Linked DNA regions of Oryzias latipes: region 1 is linked to region 2. Evidence: chromatin contacts called from public Hi-C data. All regions are on one chromosome and are shown on one strand. The core of a region is the stretch at or near the end of the contact, and the rest is flanking DNA. Distances in the headings are between cores, read along the strand shown.

What was found. A called contact is a pair of places that touch in the nucleus more often than the background predicts.
Region 1: a contact with region 2 is called in a Hi-C map of embryo, with 4 times the contacts expected there. The contact joins two enhancer-like sites. A contact is called at or near these places in 5 of 5 Hi-C or Micro-C datasets (embryo, fibroblasts and gastrula embryo).

What each region holds. Positions count from the first base shown.
Region 1 is chr15:27,882,078-27,884,944 of ASM223467v1, forward strand. slx4ip (protein SLX4IP) reads right to left here. Exons shown (of 8, transcript XM_011484699.2): 3 at 116-205. All of the region lies in intron 3 of LOC110016548 (a long non-coding RNA gene), which reads left to right. Among protein-coding and RNA genes, the nearest start is that of LOC110016548, 5.8 kb to the left of the region's middle. Within about 2 kb of position 1,559, at least 1 of the 8 cell types and tissues checked has an H3K27ac peak or open chromatin away from gene starts, as enhancers often do. A contact at or near this core is called in embryo, where this site is marked.
Region 2 is chr15:27,704,909-27,707,804 of ASM223467v1, forward strand. No RefSeq gene overlaps it. Among protein-coding and RNA genes, the nearest start is that of btbd3, 25 kb to the left of the region's middle. Within about 2 kb of position 1,388, at least 1 of the 8 cell types and tissues checked has an H3K27ac peak or open chromatin away from gene starts, as enhancers often do. A contact at or near this core is called in embryo, where this site is marked.

The DNA.
Region 1 (2,867 bases), core at 309-2,808, 180 kb after region 2:
GCATGAACAGAACTTTTGCTCTTGTGCACAACCCATAAGCTGACGTTGATTTTACGTTTTAATGACAAAGTGATATTCTACCAAATGCCTTCACATTCACATCTTCTGCCCCTACCTCAACATGGGCCACAGTGAACCAGCTGGCGTCTTTTTGGCTCCCCAAGGGCAAAACATGGAGATCCACCAGCACAGCAAAGTTCCCACACTGTAACACAAAGAGCACGCAAAGCCACAGGTTTGCTGAGGGGCGCTGAGTGCACATGCAACAAAGGAAACCTAAGTGTGGTTGATTGACAGCGAGACAAACCACACCGACCCCCTGTGTCCATACGTGTCACCCCCATCCCTCACACAGGAGTCCCCTCCCTGCCACCGTCCGTTAGGTCATCTCTGACCAAACTCTTTATGAAAAATAAGATCCTGAACGTCTTCTAGTCACTTAAAGCTAAGAAAAAAATGACTGAAGTTTTGCAAAATAAATTGCATGAGTATTGAAAAAAAGAAGATTGCATTCACGGATCAACACACAAGAAGTTCAGAGTAAGTTAAAAAAAAACTCTGATGGAAGAAGACGCCAGCGCTGTTTCTGTTGGTGAAGCTGCTGTTGAACGTTACATCAAGATGGTTTACAAACAGCAGCAAAGACTGACCAGTGCAGACAGCAGATGGATATGGGTCTCGTGTGAACTTTGTCTGCCTGTGTACAAGGAAGTAATGAATGGTCTGAGACCACACACGACCCAGGGCACGATACGCAAGAGCAACAGGCGCTGCTCAAAAAACCCAGAGTGATGAAGCAGCAGAGACACTGGGCTGCACGGGGGTGGAACAACAATAGCGTTCAAATGTCAGAAACAGACTTTCAAGTTGGAAAAGAGCAGAAGGTATTTATTTAGGAACAGGGGGAAAAATCCACAGCAAATGCTTTGTTCTGATCCGGGCCGGTCCCTCGGTATCACAGACAGGATGGATAAACTTTGGAGCCCAGACCTGAGGGATGTTCTCTGATCTTCCTTGCAGGATGACACGAGGGAATGAATTAAGAGGAGCGGCAGAGGAAGCTCTTAATTCTGGTCACGACATCGCAAAAAAAACATCTTTTCTACAAAAGTTGTGTCCTTGGTTCAGAAACAAATGGAGATGGCTAAACTATTACTGATTTTTTTTTTAAAAAAAAGCAGTTTAGCCATGAAATTTAACACAGAATGCTACAAAAAAGCATTGTAGCTCAGAGGAAAACAAGCTGCCAAATGTTTAGAAGCCCTTTTTCTCTTTGCTCCTCGTCTCACTGTCAAACATTAATACATTGAAATTCTTCATTTGGAGCTCAAATAGAGGAAAAGGCCCCCCTAAAAGACTGACAAAACAATCTGATTACATTTCCAAGGATAGATTTACTCCCAAAGCTCCAATGCAAATGCATGTAAGAATACAAATGCTGCATAATCGAAGCAGGTTTCAGATGAAAAGAATGCCACGGAGCCGAGCAGAGGCTCGTCCCGACACATCAGCATTCTCCTCACTGTGTGACCTTTGTCTCAAAAGGGTTCACAGATCACTGCCGGCCTCTTACCAGTGCATGAAAAAGCCTAGCAACACAGGGTCAGACCTTGTCAATCAAAACACAGAGCCTCCGGAGTTGACATGACACATGCAGAAAGAGTTTTTGATAGACTGGCTTTGGACCCCTAAATCCTGATTTGCAGAATACTCTGCTGACGTCCACACATGACTAGATGTTAGAACCATCATCTGCCTTTGCCGTCATGGATGTTAAATTAGCATCAAAAGAAGGCACGGGTGTCAAAAAAGGTCCCAAGCTTTTTGGAGTGTCAATCAGATAAATGTCGTTACATGAAAAAGGTGGAGTTTAACACAGACTTATCGTGAATTTGGTTTCTGGTCGAGTGTTTGGGGCCTGTAATCCAAACACCTAACGCCTTTTTATCACATTAGAATGGCAGACGAGGCCAAACTTAAGCTGCATTCAGATAACAAAACAGCTTGTGATTCCATAGACCTCTTAGAAGAGAAAAAGACCATGAGGAATGCAAACTAATGCAATCATCCCAACCAGAGCCTAATTAATTTGCCAGGCAAAAAACAGTGCCAGTTTGGTGAAAGGGGGGTGAGTAGGCTGGTCTTGGTTGTGCTGACATTTGTGTTAGATAAAACAAAATCCAATTGAGGACGGAGAATCTCCGAACAATTGGGTCATGTGGTCTAAATTTGTCAGTTTTATGTAGGAGTGAGCAGTGATCTTGCTTCTGACCTATGACCTCTCTGTATCCATGCTAATAACCAGTATCGGCCCTTTGGCGGGTTAGATTCTTCACAAACAGCCTAGTGGGACAGTGTTACGGCCTGAACGTGCCTCACATGCATTCAGAAACATGATCTGAAAGTCATAAAACAGAAAATCTGTCCAACGTGTTGAAACAAACTTTTAAATACATATAAAAACGAGTTTTGTTGTGTTGAATTTCACAAAAATTGTTCAACTTTTAAAATTTGTTTTGCAGATTTTAAGGATTACTCTAAGACCCACTCTGAAGAAAATTGTATTTTTGAAGCTTTTTCTGATGATGGAAGACAAACGCGTAGAAACTTAAGCTCAAAATAAAAAATTTCTAAGTATTTCTTTATTCAAATCATTGGCTGTGTCTGAATTCACACCCTAACCCTTAATTACTTAAAATCATTATAGTGCAGCACTATGTAGTGCCCTGAATTTTGAAACCAATTCGGGCACCAAGCTCATCACTTTTTCTTTTTTTTTTACGGTGTATAGAAAGTAATCGAAATCAGGATGTTAAAATCTAATTCATATGAGCATTTTGCGATGATTATTTATGTGCCCACTTTCC
Region 2 (2,896 bases), core at 138-2,637:
AAAATGTCTCTCAGCAGCTTTTACGCTGCACACTCCAGCCGACACAGTCATTTTTGAGAATTAAACCCACATTAAAGTCACAAATGATGGATGATTATCTCGTTTTGACCTTATTGTCTTGTTTTTCTGCCCGTGCAGAATAGTAGAACGTCTGGTTCACATTTACATTAAGTCATGCCGGGGTCACTGGGAAAAAGGGAAAGCTGTGTAATTACCGGATTTCTCTAATCTCAATAATCTGGCTGCAAAATGCTGGCTGATTGGGCATGTGGCAACAAAAGCAGTGTGTTTAAATCAACACAAACTGCAGATTTTCTGTGAAAAACCTTTTACTTCTTTGCAGGGAAGTGTATTTCTACTGGAGTATACCTACGTGTTTAAACAGACAAAAGAATATGTAACGACACCGTCAGTGGACATTATTTTAACCGGCACAGTTATGCTGTTAAAATTTTGCAGTTAAAATGAGAAAAACACACAAAAGTGCATAAAAGTTAGCTTTTAGCATGTGTGTTTTTTCATTATTTTGTTGAAAAGTTTAGTTTGTATTTTTTGTATTATAACTCTTTCTGCTTTAAGCTTGATTCTTATTAATTACAGATTTAATATTTTAAATTGATCAGATCTGATCAACTTTTTATCTATAGAGAAATCTGAAGAAAAAAAAATCTTTTGGAGCTTTTCTCTTTGTTGATTTTTGTGCGCCTGCCAGCAGATGGCGGCACTCGCTCACGCTCTTCCAGCATCCACCAGGTGCAGAGGTCATGCAACAGTGCTGCGTCGACCAGGAGAAGGGTCACCTCATAAATTCTTCTGGGGATGCTCCCCTAAGTACCTGGTGCAGCTGCTTCGTGTGAGATTGGCCAGAGGAAAAGGCTGAAGTTCCATTTCCACCTCAGCAAAATGAAATCCAAAGCCCCAGAGATTTGAGCGTGACCTTTGCAGCCTTCACTCCTCTGGAGCGATTACTGAAATATAAGAAGCTGGAGGCTGCAGAAGCCTAATGCTGTGCAGAACTAGAAACATCTGATTCTGAGAAAATTCTATTATTATCATCTAAGTGATTGTAAGTTACCCAACAAGCTGAGGTCAAACAGAAAAGGGAAGCATTACACTGAGATGTGCCGTAGTTTTTGCATTCTTTTGCCACAAAGGGGCTGAACGCCCATCTTATTTGTTTGAACAGGAATTCCTTTAGTTCACTTCAGACCTGTGAGCATTTTATTGGCTTGTGTGGGATTAGGGCAGGAAACCAGAGCTAATGCCCCATCTCCCACTTCAAACGGATGCCAGGCACCCTTAAATGTCAGGAGGTGGTTAGAGAGTTGCAGAAGAGAGGTGGTGGTGGGGGGGGGGTTGAAGAGTGAAGAGCCGTGGCCGGCTGGCAGACTGACGGGGAGAAATCCAGCCACACCGGACTCTCCTCCCAGCTTATCGGTGTGTACTTGATGGAGCTGCAGCGAGGCTGCTAAGCCAAACCAGATGCAGTCTTAGCTGCTTTGTGCCACGGTGTGTCAGGTACAGCAACCTGAGGCGCCGTGGTCGTATGGGAGGATGTTGCCGTGCAGCTGAAACCTATTGCAGATGTTCTGTGCTTGGCTGGTCCTCGGAACAGCTTCTCTGAAGGACGGTTTTGCGGTGGCTCTCGTGCTTCTTGACGACAAGCACGGGTTTATGGCCGGACTATCAAAGCTTCAGAGTGTGTATTCTGGGTGTTTTGGTCACTGGGAATCCTGCTGCGTCTTTCTAGTCTTGCCAGCAGTGGCGTTTATAGGATTTTGTCTCATTTTCTCCAGTGTTAATTTATTTCCATGACACATTCTCTCCCTCTTTTCGGTGCGGCTTCGTTTTACTGAGCCGTGAGTTTCTCTACTCTACAGATCAGACTGGGCTCGCTTTCTTGCACAGTTGTTTTGACACTGAGCACGATCTTTATGCGCTAATTTTTCTTTCCCCCCTTTCCCATTTTGTGTCGCCTCTTCCTCTTTCCGAGTATGAGTCCACGCCCTGCTATTGCACCGCTCTGTGGTTTTGGATCACTTTTCGGACTATTGTTGCTCTCAGAGGTATGTCATTATGGTTCATCTGTGTCAGTGGATAGATGAACATGTTGTGACGTGGTTCACTTCCATTTCCCATGCCTGTGACTAAGTAGTTCAAATCTCCAGCTTGCCAGAATCAAACTCCTCCCTCCCGTGGCTTTGTTTGGTGAGCAGAAATGCCTTTTCTGTCATTAGCAGGATTTGGTCACAAATTAAGTCAAATATTTTGGTGACTGACCAGTGATTTATTCTGTTTTTTAGGGAAACCGGCCTCATCCTTCTTAGAGCTGCAGGGTCAGGATTTGATAGCTTCTGTATCATCTCTTTCACTCAAAATCATCGGCTGCTTCACGAAGGAGAATATTTTCCATTACTGAGGCGTTTCCAGATGTCAGATTTATTTTGATTTTCAGGTGGATTCCATAGCAAAACTCGTGCAGGCATGTTAATAAAAAGTGAGGGAAAAAAGGCAAACATCTCCCCTTGCTGCGGGTCTCATTTATTTGATCTCAAATCTAAGTAATGTCTTCATTCTTTTTCTATAAATTAAAATCAATTTTTTTATTTTTTATTTTTATTTCAGTCAAGTCTTTGGCCAATTCCGGTTGAGCTGGAGCTGCACTCTCTGTCCCCCCATGCCTCCCTGCTCTCTGGCTTTGGGGGGCCCCCGTGGCGGTCCTGCTGGCCCTGGCCTCGGTGGCAGATGTAATCACCCGGGGGGGCGGTTGTTCTCTACCTGCTGCTGTGCGGGCGTTCGGGGTTCTGGCTGCTGCACCTTCTGCGGCGGGGGTCTTGGTGTGGGGATGGCTGGGCACTCCTCCTTCTTTTTACATTCCATCATCCATTTTAGAAGA